Regions from separate parts of the Mus musculus genome. Here all the other regions are linked to region 1. Evidence: chromatin contacts called from public HiChIP or PLAC-seq and Micro-C data. All regions are on one chromosome and are shown on one strand. Each heading gives the region's core, a stretch centred on a gene start, on an enhancer-like site or on the middle of the called end of the contact. The rest is flanking DNA. Distances are from core to core; before and after follow the strand shown.

Region 1 (4,600 bases), core at 1,205-3,704:
TACACGTGTGTCTTTACTGGTAACACACCACTTCAAGGTTACAACAGCACACACAGGGACATATGTAAGAGGGCCTGGCAGTCTAAACAGTGGTACTATTTCATTAAAATTTTATCTTGTATTTAAGACCATTCTGTTCTATAATTTGTTTTTTGTTGTTCAGGGACACTCTCTCTTAGATACCCCATGCTGGGCTTCAAAGTCACAATGTAGCTGAGGCTAACCTTCAATACTTAGCCTCCTGTCTCTGCCTCCCGAATGCCGGGATTACAGCTGGGTGCCATCACAGCTGGGTTGCTCTTAATTAAAAGCTTAGAGTAGGAACTAAGAGGATAATTTATTTGTAATCACAATTTCCAAGAGACAAAACACAATTTTAAAACTATGTCTACACGACAGCACGCAGCTTCTGTTTAGATTTGGAAAGGTCAAATATTACAAAATCTGCCCTCCCTCTCCTCAAGCAGAGCAGAGCGACGTATCTATCCCTCGCGCAGGGCACCCAGCTGAACCTGACTGCGGAACTGCCTCGATCGCAAGATCCAGTGCTAAGAATGGCAAACCCAATGTTGAGAAGTCTCAGATTGCAGCGTGCACTAAAGACCTCACTTTCAAAGCAACTCTGTGAAATCAGTTCACTATCCAACTGGAAATCGTGTCACTGCTAAGTCTCCGGAGAGCCAGTGCTCTCAAGGAAGGGCTCAGTCCTCTGTGTGACCAAGAGCAGAGAGAGGCCCCTCACAACAAAGCCCCCACACCTCCCCTAGCTGCTCTCAAGCAGCTGCAGCAACATCTCACGGAATAGCAACCAGGCAGAAGCCCTCTAAAACTGAGGGACAATGAAGTTCTACACACAGCTCTAGATTTCGGTTAGAGGAGGAGGCCTGCATGTGGAACACATTTGTTTCCTCCTGTAAATATCAACCTTATCTGTCCGGAAGATTAGAAATGACTGGTTCAAACTGCACAGTCTTAGCCCAATGACGAAAGCAACCAAGGACAAGATTTACAGAGCTGGACCTGAACCTAAATCACACTTCCTCCTCCTTAGTCCTTGTGAGGGAACTGAGGGTCTTAAGGGGAAATTACTGTCCGGGTTGGTTGAAACCTTACACTGTAGCCTGTCTTGAGAACTGTCAATGAATGACTTAATCAAGCATTCGTCCTAATAAAGCACAATAGATCATCCGATCTATGATTACTGCATTAGATCCCTAGATGAACCGAATACCCAAGATCAGATGTATAAGTTTTTAAGTGACAGTTCTAGCTGTCACACACACCCCGAAATATCACCAGTCTGACACGGTTACAATTAGGGAGTCGGGGGTTGGGGGTGTTGGGGGAGGGTTCTTGTATTTTATATAAAACCTTTAACAGTTAAAAACTGCTCGGACGTGCTAAAAGAAAGGGATATTCAAGCCGTGGACATCAAGGGGAGGTGGACAGGCTGTCACCTGGGTGGAGTCCTAGGGGCTGGGCTGTGGAACGAAGCCTTCGGAAGGCCCACCGAGCAGGGGCGGGTGGTGAGGAGGTGCAAAAGGCACAGAGGCTGCCCTCCCACCCGGTAGAGTCTAGGGCTAGGAGGGGTAGCTCCAGGCTCGACTCTGGACCCCAAAGGCTAGTCCGGGGCGGGGGCAGGGCGGATATCCCAGGGAGCGCTGCAGGAAATGATATCCAGACTGGGAGGGTGGGTCTAGGAAGCGGCCAGGGCGATGGCCGGGAGTGGGGGGAGTGCAAACGGAGGATGTGGCTCCGGAGCGCAGAACCAGGGAGGCCCGGCGCGGGTGCGAGCAGTGAGAGGCGCAGGGGGGCGAGCGGCACCTTACTCACCCCACTCGAGGAACTCCGCCACATACTTGTCGCGGCGCAGCGCCGAGTGGCTGCACTCGGTGTAAAGGCACACCAGCACGTCCAGCAGCGTCTCCACGCTCAGGGCGCTATCGTTGCGCCACGGCCCGTCCAGGAGCAGCTGCTCCAGCTTCTTGAGCCGCACCTTGGCCGACATGGTGCCGCGCGGCCCGCTCCCCACGCGCCGGCCTCTCTCCGTCCGTGCGCCCCGGCGTCAGAGCCAGCACTCCCCGGCCCGGCGGCCGCGCACCCCGGCGTCCAGTAGCCGCACAGTCCTTGTCGTCGCAGCCCGGCCTAGGCCGACATCTTGGGCTCCGTCCCGGCGGCACCGAGTCTGGGGCACCGGGCCCCGCGGGTCCATGGGCCGGTCTCCTCCCCTAGGCGCCGCCCGCACGCCGTCCCCGCCCTCGGCGCCTGGCCGCGCCCTCGCGCGCGCCGTCACCGACCCGGACCGCGGCGGAGCCCAGCACCGCGTACACCCGGCCGGCGCCCGAGCCCCGACCTCAGCCCGGCCAGCCGCCCAGCCCGCGACCTGCAAGCCAACCAGGGCGCGGCCAGCGCGGCGCAGCCAACCACCGCGGGGCCGATCGCCGCCGCGCTGACCTCAGCGCGACGCCCCGCCCTCGGCCCGCGGCGATCCTCCGCTCTTTGGGCCTCGCGGTTCGCCGTAGGGACGGTGTGGGGCGGGGTACCCAGTGCGAAACCGAGATTGCGGGTGGCGCACGCGCACAGGAGCGCGGGCGGGGCGCCCAGCCGCGCTGTGTGCGCCCTGGGTCCCATAGTTCGGCTCTGTTCCCGATCCTCGGGACCGACCCTCGTGGCCTAGCGAGGCAGCTGTCCGGCGCGACCCCCGGGTCATTACTGCTGGGTTTCGGTTGAGCTCGTCTGAGCTGTGAACCGACAGTGCTCTGGGTCCCAGTGCGCACGGGAGACGCGGGCGGGGCACCTGCCGGGAGGCTCCGGGGTCCGCTGGACGCGCGCTCCCCACTGGGCACGCGCCGCTGGGGATGCGCAGTGCCCTGTCTCATCGGTTCAGAGTCTACCCCGTGACTGATTATTAGGGTGTCGACCTGGTGGGGAGTAGACTGTTGTCTCCAGGCGAGTCGCCGCTTTCACTCAGTTGGACGGCTCAGAAGGTTGATGTAAAACATCCCTTATGACATCCCCAACCTCCGCAGAGGAGGAGCCCTTTGTGGACCCCAAGGTTGCTTCAAAAGAATGGGGGCTTGTGGTGCAGCAGAGGCGGGGCAGGTGGGGTTTGGAAGCCGGAAGCTGAGAGGAGCCTGAGGCAAAGCGCAGGGTGGAAAGCCGAATGGCGACTCCAGCAGGAAGCGACTGAAGAGTCCCTGCCTGCTGGGAATGATGTATGACTTGGTTGGGGTTACGAAGCACACACATAAGCCTCCAAACTGCCCTCAAAATTCACGCGCGTCAGTATGTGTGTGTATCTAACTTAGTTTTTAAGACGCAGGCAAAATAGCCCGGTATTGTAGGTTGGATAGAGCGAACCCTTGTCAGATCTTTATTATTGTGAAGGAATCTATACACATATAAAGTATATTCACGAGTTACTGCATGTGTGTGATGCCCAGTTGTTTAAACTTAAAAATTAAAGCCCAAGAGAATCATCCTACCCAAAACTAAAGTCTGAGCAGCCAACTGCATTTTTTTTTCCTTGACAGCCCTCTTGCTTTTTCTTTGTCCCGTAAGCTTGCCCACGAGAGTGTCTTCTTTGGCTGGCCCTGTCACACTTCCAGCCACTCCCAACGGACAACTCTGAGTCCCTTCTCTGATTGCATGCTGCTGGACTATTTAATCCCTCCAAATTAGGACTTTGCCCTTGCACCCCGGTACCAGTCTGAGGTGCCCAACCCAACTGCCTTCAGTGCGTCTGCTCATCCCAGATCTGTTTCCGCACTGCCTTTTAGGACGCCGTCCACCCCTGGGACAGATCAGACCCAGGTGTACTCTGTAAGCTTCCTTTGAACTTGAAACAGTGAGTATACTTGCGTGGTGGCACATGCCTTTAATCTCAGCACTCGGGAGGCAGAGGCAGGCGGATCTCTGAGTTCGAGGCCAGCCTGGTTTACAAAGTGAGTTCCAGGACAGCCAAGGCTATACAGAGAAAACCCTGTCTCTGAGAAAGAAAGAAAGAAAGAAAGAAAGAAAGAAAGAAAGAAAGAAAGAAAGAAAGAAAGAAAGAAAGCTTTCTGTAGTCAATTTCCTCTTGTGCATTTTAGTCAGTTTGGGAAAGGATTTGAGTTGCCACCCGGGAAGCCCTTTGCTCACTTGCCCTGTTCATAACTACTTTTACTTTGGTGCCTGCTTTTGGAGCATGAGGGCTAATATTTTAGAAAACAGAAAGTCTGTGACCAACAAGTTGAAGGGTGAGAGGCTTGGGTGCTGGCTCTTGCCTGAGGAAGCCTAGCTATGTATCTTCTATGTATGGCATCCATGAGAGCCCACCATGTCCTTACAGTAAACAGCTTTTAGATCAACACGCCAACCCTACTCCAAGCTAGCCTATCCCAACACCTCAAAATGTTCACAACACAGTCACTTCAAGCCACAAGCAAAGACTTGGTCCAGAGTTGGGGACAGGTTGATAATCTACCTAGGCAGTCTGGAGGGATTAGCCCTCAGATCCTGAGAATTCCACATCTGCATAGATGATGTCTAAACAAATGAGGGTGGCTCTGTGCCAGTGCAACTTTATTTACAGAAGCCAGGGGTTTATAGGGCTGCAGTT
Region 2 (4,723 bases), core at 1,944-4,443, 140 kb after region 1:
TGCATCCATACACCTCACCATACACACAGAAGGGCCCAAGGCAGTGCCCCTCTAAAGCTTTCTCAAAGGCGTGTGGCCCACTGTAAGATGTACACTTTACAATATCGCTCAAGAATCACGTGTACACACTCTCACGTCAGAAGACACTGAGGCCTTGAGGACAGTAGCAGACAGGGGTCTGAGGTCACACAACTGGGCCTCTTACCAGGCACAACAGCACAGTGACATCCTATGAATAGGGCCAATTTTCTGGAAGGAAGATATTGGGAGCCAAGCAACCCTCCCCACCTAGACCTCTGGGGGGGTCCCCTCTTGCAGGTCAGTTGGAAATTTGGAAATCTAGCACCCAGGCTCAGTCTCTATTCCTTATCCAGGAAGGAAGACACACTGGGCTGAAGAAACTTCCACAGGGGATGAAGGCCTTGACTCGTGAGTGAGCTTATGGGGTGCAGACAGAGCACAGAGCTGTACATGTTGGTCAAGTAACCTGTGTGGCATGTAACTGTCACAGAAGTCCCCCTACATGCCACACCTTACCGTGGCCTTTTTTTTTTTTTTTTTTTTTTTTTTTTGGTTTTTCGAGACAGGGTTTCTCTGTATAGCTCTGGCTGTCCTGGAACTCACTTTGTAGACCAGGCTGGCCTCGAACTCAGAAATCTGCCTGCCTCTGCCTCCTGAGTACTGGGATTAAAGGCGTGTGCCACCACGCCCGGCTTACCGTGGCCTTTTTCTCTATATCCTCTGGCGATGGCAATGCTTAGAACATGCCACTCTGAGAGGTCAATAACAGCATTACAGAGAGGGCAAATACCAAGCCTCATATGGGTGTGCATAACTAAAAACCCGGCACTTGGGAGGTAGAGGAAGGGCAGTCAAGAGTTCAAGGCCAGCTTGGGCAACATAGTTTAGCAACCACAGCAACCACGTGCCGGGAAGCCAAGAGCTGTCTTTGGAGCTCAGTGGTAGATGCTTGCCTCGGGCTGAGGCTGGAACAAACAAGGGATAATGCTGCCTGTAATGCCTGCTGTAATCTGAGCTCTCAGGAGCAAAAGCAGAAGAAGCATCCGGAGTTGAAGGACAACCTGGGCTTCATAGAGAGACCTTGTCTTAGCGCCTGAGAAAAAGTGGGCTGGGGCTGTAACTCAGGTGATAGTGCTCAGCAAGCATGTGTGCGTCCCTGGGTTGGGTCGTATAGACTAGGTTTGTCTGCACACTGTAATCCCGATATTAGAGAGGGTGACAGGAAGGTCAGGAAGTTGAAGGTCACCCTCAGCTACATAGTGAATTTGAGGCCAGCCTGGGCTACATGAGACTCTACCTCAAAAACAAAAAATAAATAAATAAACAATATAACTCACCAAAAAGTAAAATTAAAAAGCAGATATCAAAAGCCTAAATTTGGGCTGGTGAGATGGCTCAGCAGGTAAGAGCACCCGACTGCTCTTCCAAAGGTCCTGAGTTCAAATCCCAGCAACCACATGGTGGCTCACAACCATCCGTAATGAGATCTGACTCCCTCTTCTGGTATGTCTGAAGACAGCTACAGTGTACTTACATATAATAAATAAATAAATCTTAAAAAAAAAAAAAAGCCTAAATTTAGCCGGGCGTGGTGGCGCACGCCTTTAATCCCAACACTCAGGAGGCAGAGGCAGGTGGAGCTCTGAGTTCAAGGCCAGCCTGGGCTCCAGGGCGAGTTCTAGGATGGCCAGAATGACACAGAGAAACCCTGTCTTGAAAATACAAAAAAAAAAAAAAAAAAAAAAAAAAGAAAAAAAAAAAAGAAAGAAAGAAAGAAAGGAAGGAAGAAAGAGGCTAAGCTTGTGACCCAATCCTTCTCCAGGCCTACCCCTGCCACCGAACACACCCCTGACAACCCTCCTCAAACATTACCCACTGACTGCTGCTGGGGCTATGAACTTCTTTGAGGAACAGCTGACCCAAATTCCCGACTTGACAGAGGACATCTCCCGGGCAGTTGGGGAAGTGTGGGGATGAATTTAAATGTTACTCTCTGAAGCAGTAAGGCTGGATAGCAAGGTCAGGCTGCTTTTCCCAAGGGCGGGGGGTTGGGTGAGGAGATCGGTGCCAACATTCTCCAAAGGCCACAGCCCCAAGCTGGCAGTACCCAGTCAGCTCATGGCCTCTCCTTCAAGCTCCAGGCCATCTGCAGAAGGATGTATGCTTTAAACCTTAATTATCCTGCATTTTATACAGTCCCCGTGACCTGATTTTTTTTCTATCCTCAGAGACCTGCAAGGTAGAAGGAGAATTTTCTGTTTTAATCATAACACTCATCAAATGAGGGCATGACCCTTAAGCAAAAGACAGACACATCAGGAAGTAGGAAGGAGGCTGTGACAGACATAACAGCCAAGGTCACTGTCCCCTTGGCCTTTCATCTACCACCGCAGAAACGGGAACACAGACAGGCCCAGGCCAGTCAAATCTAAGGGTGTGTGTTGGCATGAGTTTCACCTCCCTCCTCTCGAGTTCCAGGGAATGTAAATGGTCCAGGAAATCCACACTTCCCACAGCCAGTGACCTAGTGTGGCAAGAATACTAAGGCTGGCAGCCGTGAGGAGTCACGATGGTCAATCCTGTTCCCATAATTTATTGGTGGCCTGGTTGAGGCCGCTTGACCTCCTGAGGATACTGCCAACCTTTTATCCTTCTTTGGAAGCTGACCTAGTCTCCCTCCCTAGGGAAAGCAGACCTTGACCTGCAGGCATAGTCTGGGTTCAACCACCCACCCCACTGAACAAGCCTGGCAGAGTAGCTGATGTCTCCAAGTGTGTGCAAAGCCAAGTACCCAGCCCACACAGGGCAGGACTAGTCTAAAGGACATGGAGCATGGACTGTGTTCCACACTGTACTGGCTGCAGTGGAATGCTAGGACCAGGCGACTAAGCAGAGCAGGCAGGGTGAGGGGAGATACTAGCAACCCACAAATAACAATAGGAAAGAGGGCGACCGGAGAAAGGAACCGAGCAAGAAAGCTCAGCCTCGGAAAACACAGCAGGAAATTCAGAATGCAATAAATAAAGGGCCGACTGGGCACAGCAAGGCACACATCAGCAGATGGGAGGATCGCAGGGAGGAAGCCTCCTAGGAACAGGAGGACTAAGACAGGAAGAGGAGGAGGAGGAGGAGGAGGACTACGAAGACAGAAACTGAAACTGAAAGTGCCAGATGCAAGAGATGGAGAGAGAAGGGCAGCGCCAACCAGACATGGTGACCCAGGTTGTCCTCAGAGGGGCATGGTGTGATAGAGGAGCTTGAGGCCAGCTTGACCTACATGTGGCCCCATCTCACAAGAAGACATAGGGAGTGCTAGGAAAGGTGGTAGGGAAGGCACACAAGCCCCAGGCAGCCATGATGGCGTGCACCTCTCATCCTGGCTGGCATTTGGGAGACACTGCTTTGAATAGAGGCTTTCTCTCAATCCTTTTGGGTTTTTAGATGTGTGTGTGTGTGTGTGTGTGTGTGTGTGTGTGTGTGTGTGTGTGTGTGTGTGTGTGTGTGTGATATGTGAAAATTCCCTCCAAAGCCAGAAGAGGGCAGTGCATCCTTTGGAGCTGGAGTTAAGAGGCAGCTGGGAGCCTAATATGGGTGCTAAGAACTGGACTTGGGTCCTCTGGAAGAGCAGCAAGTGCTTAACCACTGAGCCACTGCTCCAAGCGTCTACCAATCACTAAGGTAAAGATTTTATGTTGTAATATTTGTTGTTGTTGTTGTTTATTTTTGGTTTGGTTTGGTTTGTTTTGTTTTGAGACAAGATCTCACAAAGTAGACCAGGCTGGCCTCCCATGTGCTGGGATAAAAGTTGTAAGCCACCACAGCCAGCATTGAAAAAAAAAAAAAAAAAAAAAAAAAAGAAAAAAAAATTTAAAGCCATCCAAATGAGTTTACACTAAGGCCAGCCTAGGTTAGGTAAGACCTGATCTTGAAATAAACAAATAAATGAATGAATGAATGAATGAATGAAGTTGACTTATATAATATGACTGGAGTCCAACAATGGCTCTCTGTGCTCTGGAGAGGCGGAGGACCCAGAACCTTCTTAACCTGGGAAGTTGGGAGCCTCAGAGCTCCCACAGAGGTGCTTAAAGCCTAGAGAATTTAGTCCCTGGAGAGCGGCTGGTTTTGAGTCCACTTTGGACCACTGAAGAAGCTGGAGTCTGGAGTCAGCAGGTGTCGGTCACTCCAGCCAATCAGGAAGCAGCAAAGGGAGGTACCCTCAGCACTGCTTCTCCTTAGAACTCATTATCTGGGCCACTGGCTGGAAGATGCCACCCATATTCGTTATGGGACTGTCCTCGGTCACTGTCCTTCAGGGTACTCCTCTCTGGAATCAGTCCCCCTCAGACATACAGGGGAGTTTCACTAATGCTAGGTGCCTGTTAGCTCAGCCAAGCTGACAGACTAACCATCATACCCACAAACTAAACTGAAGAAATAGAAAAACCCTGACCAAGGCCAAAAAGAGAAACATCTAGGTGTTACTGAGAAGCTGAGGCAATGAGGGAAAAGGAAGGCTGTGGTAGGCGTCTCTCTTGCTCTACATGGGTTATCCCACGGGTGTTAAACACCAGAAGACCAGGAAGAACGACAGAAAAGAGTTGGACATGATGGTTCACATCTGCAATCCCAGAACTCAGGAGACAGAGACAGATGGATGTCTGAATTCAAGGCCAGCCAGGGCTATGTTAGCCTCAAAACA
Region 3 (4,640 bases), core at 1,032-3,531, 200 kb after region 1:
CTTGAGCCTGAGCTACGCTGCAAGACTGTCTAAAAAAATAATAATAAGGGGGCGGGAAATCAAGCCAGAAACAAGAATTATGAAAAGAATAGTTTAAAGTTTAATTGCTCCATTCCTCTGGACACAACCTCGTCCTTCTCCAGCCCATGCCCTCCTGGTCCCCCTCTCCCTTTTCATGGGCCACAGATATGCTTGCTGCTTCCAGCTCTTTACGGTGAGTCTACATCTCGTCAGCTTCAATTCCAAACTTTATGAAAACTAGGAGGTAGCTTGAGGTGAAGTGCTGTCATCTTTACCCCTAACCTCTGGCATTCATTGACTCAGAGTTTAATGTGTCGCTTGAGTGAGGAAGTCCCCCTGGGGGAAGCCTCGTGACCAGTTACTTCTCTGGCCCGTGTGGGTGCTCTGAAGTGTCCACAGACCTCTGTAAAGCTCCTGCCGGAGAGAGGCTGACAACCTTCTGGGAAGTTTCCCCAATTCTTCAGGAGCCAGTGCTGAAGCACCAGAATTCCTCAGGGTGGAGGGGAGAACTTGTTTCGGGCCATGTCTAACTCTCCCTGGCTCCTGCCTCTCACATGCTCCTGTTGAATTTCCTTGGATTCACCCTGTTGTTTCTCACCTCCGTGCTTTTCTGTATTAGGCTAAACTGGGTGTCTGACAGGCCCTAGGCATCACTCTGTCTCTTCAGCTATCATTCCATCTTCAGAGTAAGTATGCCTTCTGTAAGTCTCCCCTTAGACCCACGAGTGGGATAGGATGCCCTCGGTTGGTCTCTTAGCTGTGGAGCACGTGTCCACTCATCACAACCTACATTTCAGTTGAACTGTGTGGAGCAAACATTTGATTCAGAGGCTTTCCTCTGCAGTCCTCTGCTTAACCAAAAAGGGAGAAAGAGAATAACATTTAATAACCCATCTGGTGCCCCGAGCACACCCCTAAGAGGGTGAGATAGGAGCTCTGAGTGCGTCTTGGCCCCGGCTTGTTTTGTCTTGGGACCCTCTGGCCTCTCTGGATGTGATGCTGGTGTTTGAAGATCTGTTGTTTCACAAAGCAGGATACACCAGGATATCGGGGTGTTGGGGGGGCAGAACCAAAGCAAGCAAACAAAACATAAGAAGGAAAGAAAGCAAAGTTTAGTCACTCACAAGTTTAGCCATTTCTAAAGCTGTAGGAATGGGGTTCAGATCCTTCTATAACCAACACCACCGATGGCCTGGGTAAAGTAACCAACTTACCCAGACTTTAGGTCACGTGCTGTGCCTGAGCATCTTATGCGGCTACACTGAGGCTTAATGAATAACCGGCACAAGGTGGACTATTAGTAACAGTTTGTCTTACCCCGGCTCACATAGCCCTCCCTCCTCTACCAATGGATTCTCTCCTTAGAAGACATAAAGAGGTGACACGCTGAGCAGGCCTTCTAGAAGAGGCAGCATATTCAGAGTTCCACCTGCAGGTCACTCCCTGGTCCAAGCCTGTAGCAATATCGCTCTTCAGAAGACTGAAGTAAGAGAGGGAGAGGCGAGAGAGGAGGAAGGAGAAAGGGACAGAGGGGAAAAGTGAGGGATAGAGGGAGTGAGAGAACGAAAGGGAGAGGAAGAGACAGAGAAATATTGATTATATAAGCCCCTACCGGCATTTAGGATCTGATCCTGGGGGCGTCTACGTGATCTCATCGAGTCCCTCTTCCCAGCTTTTTGTGCTACCTTGTTATTTTATACTTCACTCTTTCATCCGAATGGGTATTCAATTGAGCCGGCTCCGATAACCAGTGGCTCCTTAGTCAGAGGCAAAAAAGTTCTTTGGCTGGATGCTAGATGCCTCGGTTACGAAGCAGGAGCCTGGCTCCTTCCTCTTCAGCTAGACCAGTGACTGCTGCTTCGCTGCTGGAGCTCCATCCTTTGCAGCGTGGCCGCGGGAAAGAAAAGTCAATTTTTGCAAACAGTAGGCTCTTCATGTGTAGTATAATCCAGACAGCCTAGATCTGTACTCTGCAAATGCCAGCCCAGCAGTCGGGCACAGGATGCCCTCTAGGGAAGTGGTCCGGAGGGGTCAGGGATGCCCAGGCAATCTGGACCATTGGAACTCTCCGCCCGCTAGAGAGGAGACCAAGCAAGACCTTTCCGACGGCACCACCCCCTCAGACCCAACAGGACGAGTCGCCCCTAGCAACAGCAGCCGGCAGCTAGCTCCGACCGCGCTGATTGGCGGAACTCCAGGCGGCCGTAGCGTCACTTCCGGCAGCCGGAGGCAGCGGAGGAAGCCGAGGCGCGGCCATCTTGAGTCTGTAAGGCTCCTGAGGTGCCGGGAGCGGCGGTGGCAGCCGGCAGGGCGAGGCCGGGCGGAAAGCGAGCCGGAGAAGGGAAAGCAGCCGGGCGTGGGCGCCTCCTCCGCGGCTCCCTCCATGGTCGGCGCCTGCAGGCCGCGGCGGCCTGTCTTGCGCTCCATCTCCGCTCCATCCTCCTGCGCTGCTGCCTCTTCAGGGGCTGCCGGCCGCGCCGTGTCGAGCCCCCGGGGCTGAGCTCCGCGGCGCTGCGGCTGCGAGCGGCGAGGAGGCGCGGGGCCCGCGAGGCCCGTGAGGTGCCCTGAGGCTTGCGGCGGCGGCCAGCCGGCCCGCTTCCAGTGCGGCCGCCGGCGCTGGGGGAGAATGAGCCCCGGGGCCCGCGGGCGCACGGCCCGGGCCAGGCCGGAGATCTAGACTCCGGCCAGGGAGGGCAGGGCCCGGAGGCTCGCGGCCGCTGCTCGCCGGCCGCCCAAAGCTGGGCGGTTTTGTTTTCGCCTTGGCGTTGTGCGGAATCAAAGCGCAATAAGATGTCCACTAGGACCCCTTTGCCAACGGTGAATGAACGAGACACTGAAAACGTGAGTGGACTGCGCTGCAGGGTGGCAGACCCTCAGGGTGGTAGCAGGGGGATCCAGCCCAGATGCTCCAGGCAGGGGTCAAGGCGCAGCCCTGTCCTGCGGCGCGCGTGCGGCCTGCGCGCTGTCCTTACGGTCGGCTGAGCATTACCCGTCCGTGCGCTGCTGCGGCCAGTGCGCGGTTGAACACAACTCTCCTCTTAACGTCGGGCAGGGTCTGAGCCTGCCAGTCAGACCTAGGTGCAGATTAATAGGATCCAATCGGGTCGAGCGGAGCGCCCTTTAAAAGGGGACTAAGTTTAATGACAACTGCCAAAACTAAGTGCCCCGTGGAGAGATCCTTGTGGGCCCCCGTAGTTCCCGCACTCACAAGAGTAGTTCTCTGCTCCAGAGCCGCTGCCTTTATCAAGGAGTAGCTTCCCGTCCTTGGCAAAGCTAAATCTGTTCGGAAGCAGCGGGCTGAGTGTTTTGAGAAGCAGATGTGAAGCTCTGCTCTGTTCTGCTGCCCGGCCGAGGGACACCCACTGGGTTGCCTTTTCCTTCCGCTGCAAAAGGTTGGCTTGGAGTAGCTCTCAGGCCCGGTCCAGTGTGCACACCCAGCAAATCTATGTAAAAGGATTTTGTTGGAAAGGACCTGCAGAACCAAACCAAACCACAGCCTGGAGCAGCATTGCTAGGGAGTGACAAACGTGTAGTAGAAGTTCTACTGAAGAAATGTTTGACCTGCCCAAGTGTTTTTTGAACTCTTCTTCCGCATCGGATTCCAAAGTGTTCCAGCCTAGCTTTGTCCTCTGTAAAGCATTTAGTAAATAACTTGTAAAGAAACTTCACTGGCCTTTCATTATGCGGAGCTATGAGGTAACTGCTGGCAAGAAAATGCAGTCTCTTTGGAAAAGCTTTCATGCTTCGGGTGTTTTCATGCTTTGAAAACCATCCTTAGACATGGTGACCTAGTGGTATCAAATGCCTTCATTTTAATCTTCAAAATGACACTTGTGCTTGATAGCTATTAGGTAATTTAATCTATTTGGTCTAAGTCATCTCTGTGGTGTGTTACTATACAGTTGTATATGTTCTTCCCCCTGAGATAGATAGAAGATTTCCTAACTGGGAGAGCTTAGACTAGACCTTTTCCCTCCTCTTCCTTCCTCACCCTTCTCCCCTTCTTTCTCTTTTTTTTCTCTTCCTCACTTCTTTGTTCCACAGTTCTTGCTGTGTTGCTTGGGCTGTCTAAGGGAGCCTCTGCCTCAGTTTCCCCACAGCAGAGGATACAGACACATCCACCTGAGACCTTTCCTCTTTATGTTCTTTTGAAGAAACTTATCTTTGACCTGATTGATCATCATATTCTTTGGCTACCCTAAAAAATGAAGCAAGTAAATCAGTTGATTGGCTTTGATCATTGAAATCAAAACTTTAGGTAGAACTAGAACTTATGCTTTCTAAATTGAAGAAACAGGTTTATGATAATGAAAGACACCATTTTAGTCTTCTTTAAATTTCTATACTATCATCTGTCTGTCTATCTAATCTGCCATGTCTGTCTGTCTGTCTGTCTGTCTATCTATCTATCTATCTATCTATCTATCTATCTATCTATCTATCTATCTATCTAATCTGCCATGTCACTGTGTAGCTCTGGCTATCCTGGAATTCTCTATGTAGACTAGTGACCTGCCTGCCTCTGCCTCTGAAGTGCTGGGGTTTAAAGGCATGCTCCACCCTGCCTGGCTTTAACAGTATATTTCATGGGGGTGGGAGGACTCAAGGAGAAGTAGTCT

The links. Hi-C and Micro-C count contacts between places; a contact is called where the count stands out from the background. HiChIP or PLAC-seq counts read pairs in DNA pulled down with a chosen protein or histone mark.
Region 2: an H3K4me3 HiChIP or PLAC-seq map of bone marrow-derived macrophages shows a contact between it and region 1, with 2.8 times the contacts expected there. The contact joins the enhancer-like site here to the promoter of Cdc42bpb in region 1. A contact is called at or near these places in 1 of 39 promoter capture datasets (hematopoietic stem and progenitor cells), 2 of 484 Hi-C or Micro-C datasets (bone marrow-derived macrophages and forebrain), 8 of 115 datasets of contacts at active chromatin or transcription factors (bone marrow-derived macrophages, embryonic stem cells, forebrain and 1 more) and 1 of 9 other capture datasets (adipose tissue).
Region 3: a Micro-C map of embryonic stem cells shows a contact between it and region 1, with 5 times the contacts expected there. The contact joins the promoter of Mark3 here to the promoter of Cdc42bpb in region 1. A contact is called at or near these places in 3 of 484 Hi-C or Micro-C datasets (embryonic stem cells, muscle stem cells and uterus), 5 of 115 datasets of contacts at active chromatin or transcription factors (embryonic stem cells, extraembryonic endoderm stem cells, pancreatic cancer cells and 1 more) and 3 of 9 other capture datasets (adipose tissue, liver and pancreatic islet).

The regions. Positions count from the first base shown.
Region 1 is chr12:111,375,264-111,379,863 of GRCm38.p6, forward strand. It overlaps Cdc42bpb (CDC42 binding protein kinase beta), which reads right to left and starts at 2,455. Exons shown (of 37, transcript NM_183016.2): 1 at 1,834-2,455. The coding sequence starts at 2,008.
Region 2 is chr12:111,511,883-111,516,605 of GRCm38.p6, forward strand. No RefSeq gene overlaps it. Among named protein-coding and RNA genes, the nearest start is that of Gm40578, 12 kb to the left of the region's middle. Within about 2 kb of position 3,194, at least 81 of the 459 cell types and tissues checked have an H3K27ac peak or open chromatin away from gene starts, as enhancers often do. A contact at or near this core is called in adipose tissue, bone marrow-derived macrophages and hematopoietic stem and progenitor cells, where this site is marked.
Region 3 is chr12:111,572,240-111,576,879 of GRCm38.p6, forward strand. It overlaps Mark3 (MAP/microtubule affinity regulating kinase 3), which reads left to right and starts at 2,282. Exons shown (of 18, transcript NM_001370744.1): 1 at 2,282-2,862. The coding sequence starts at 2,812. It overlaps 2810029C07Rik (RIKEN cDNA 2810029C07 gene), which reads right to left and starts at 2,163. Exons shown (of 2, transcript NR_045295.1): 1 at 1,634-2,163; 2 at 78-1,501.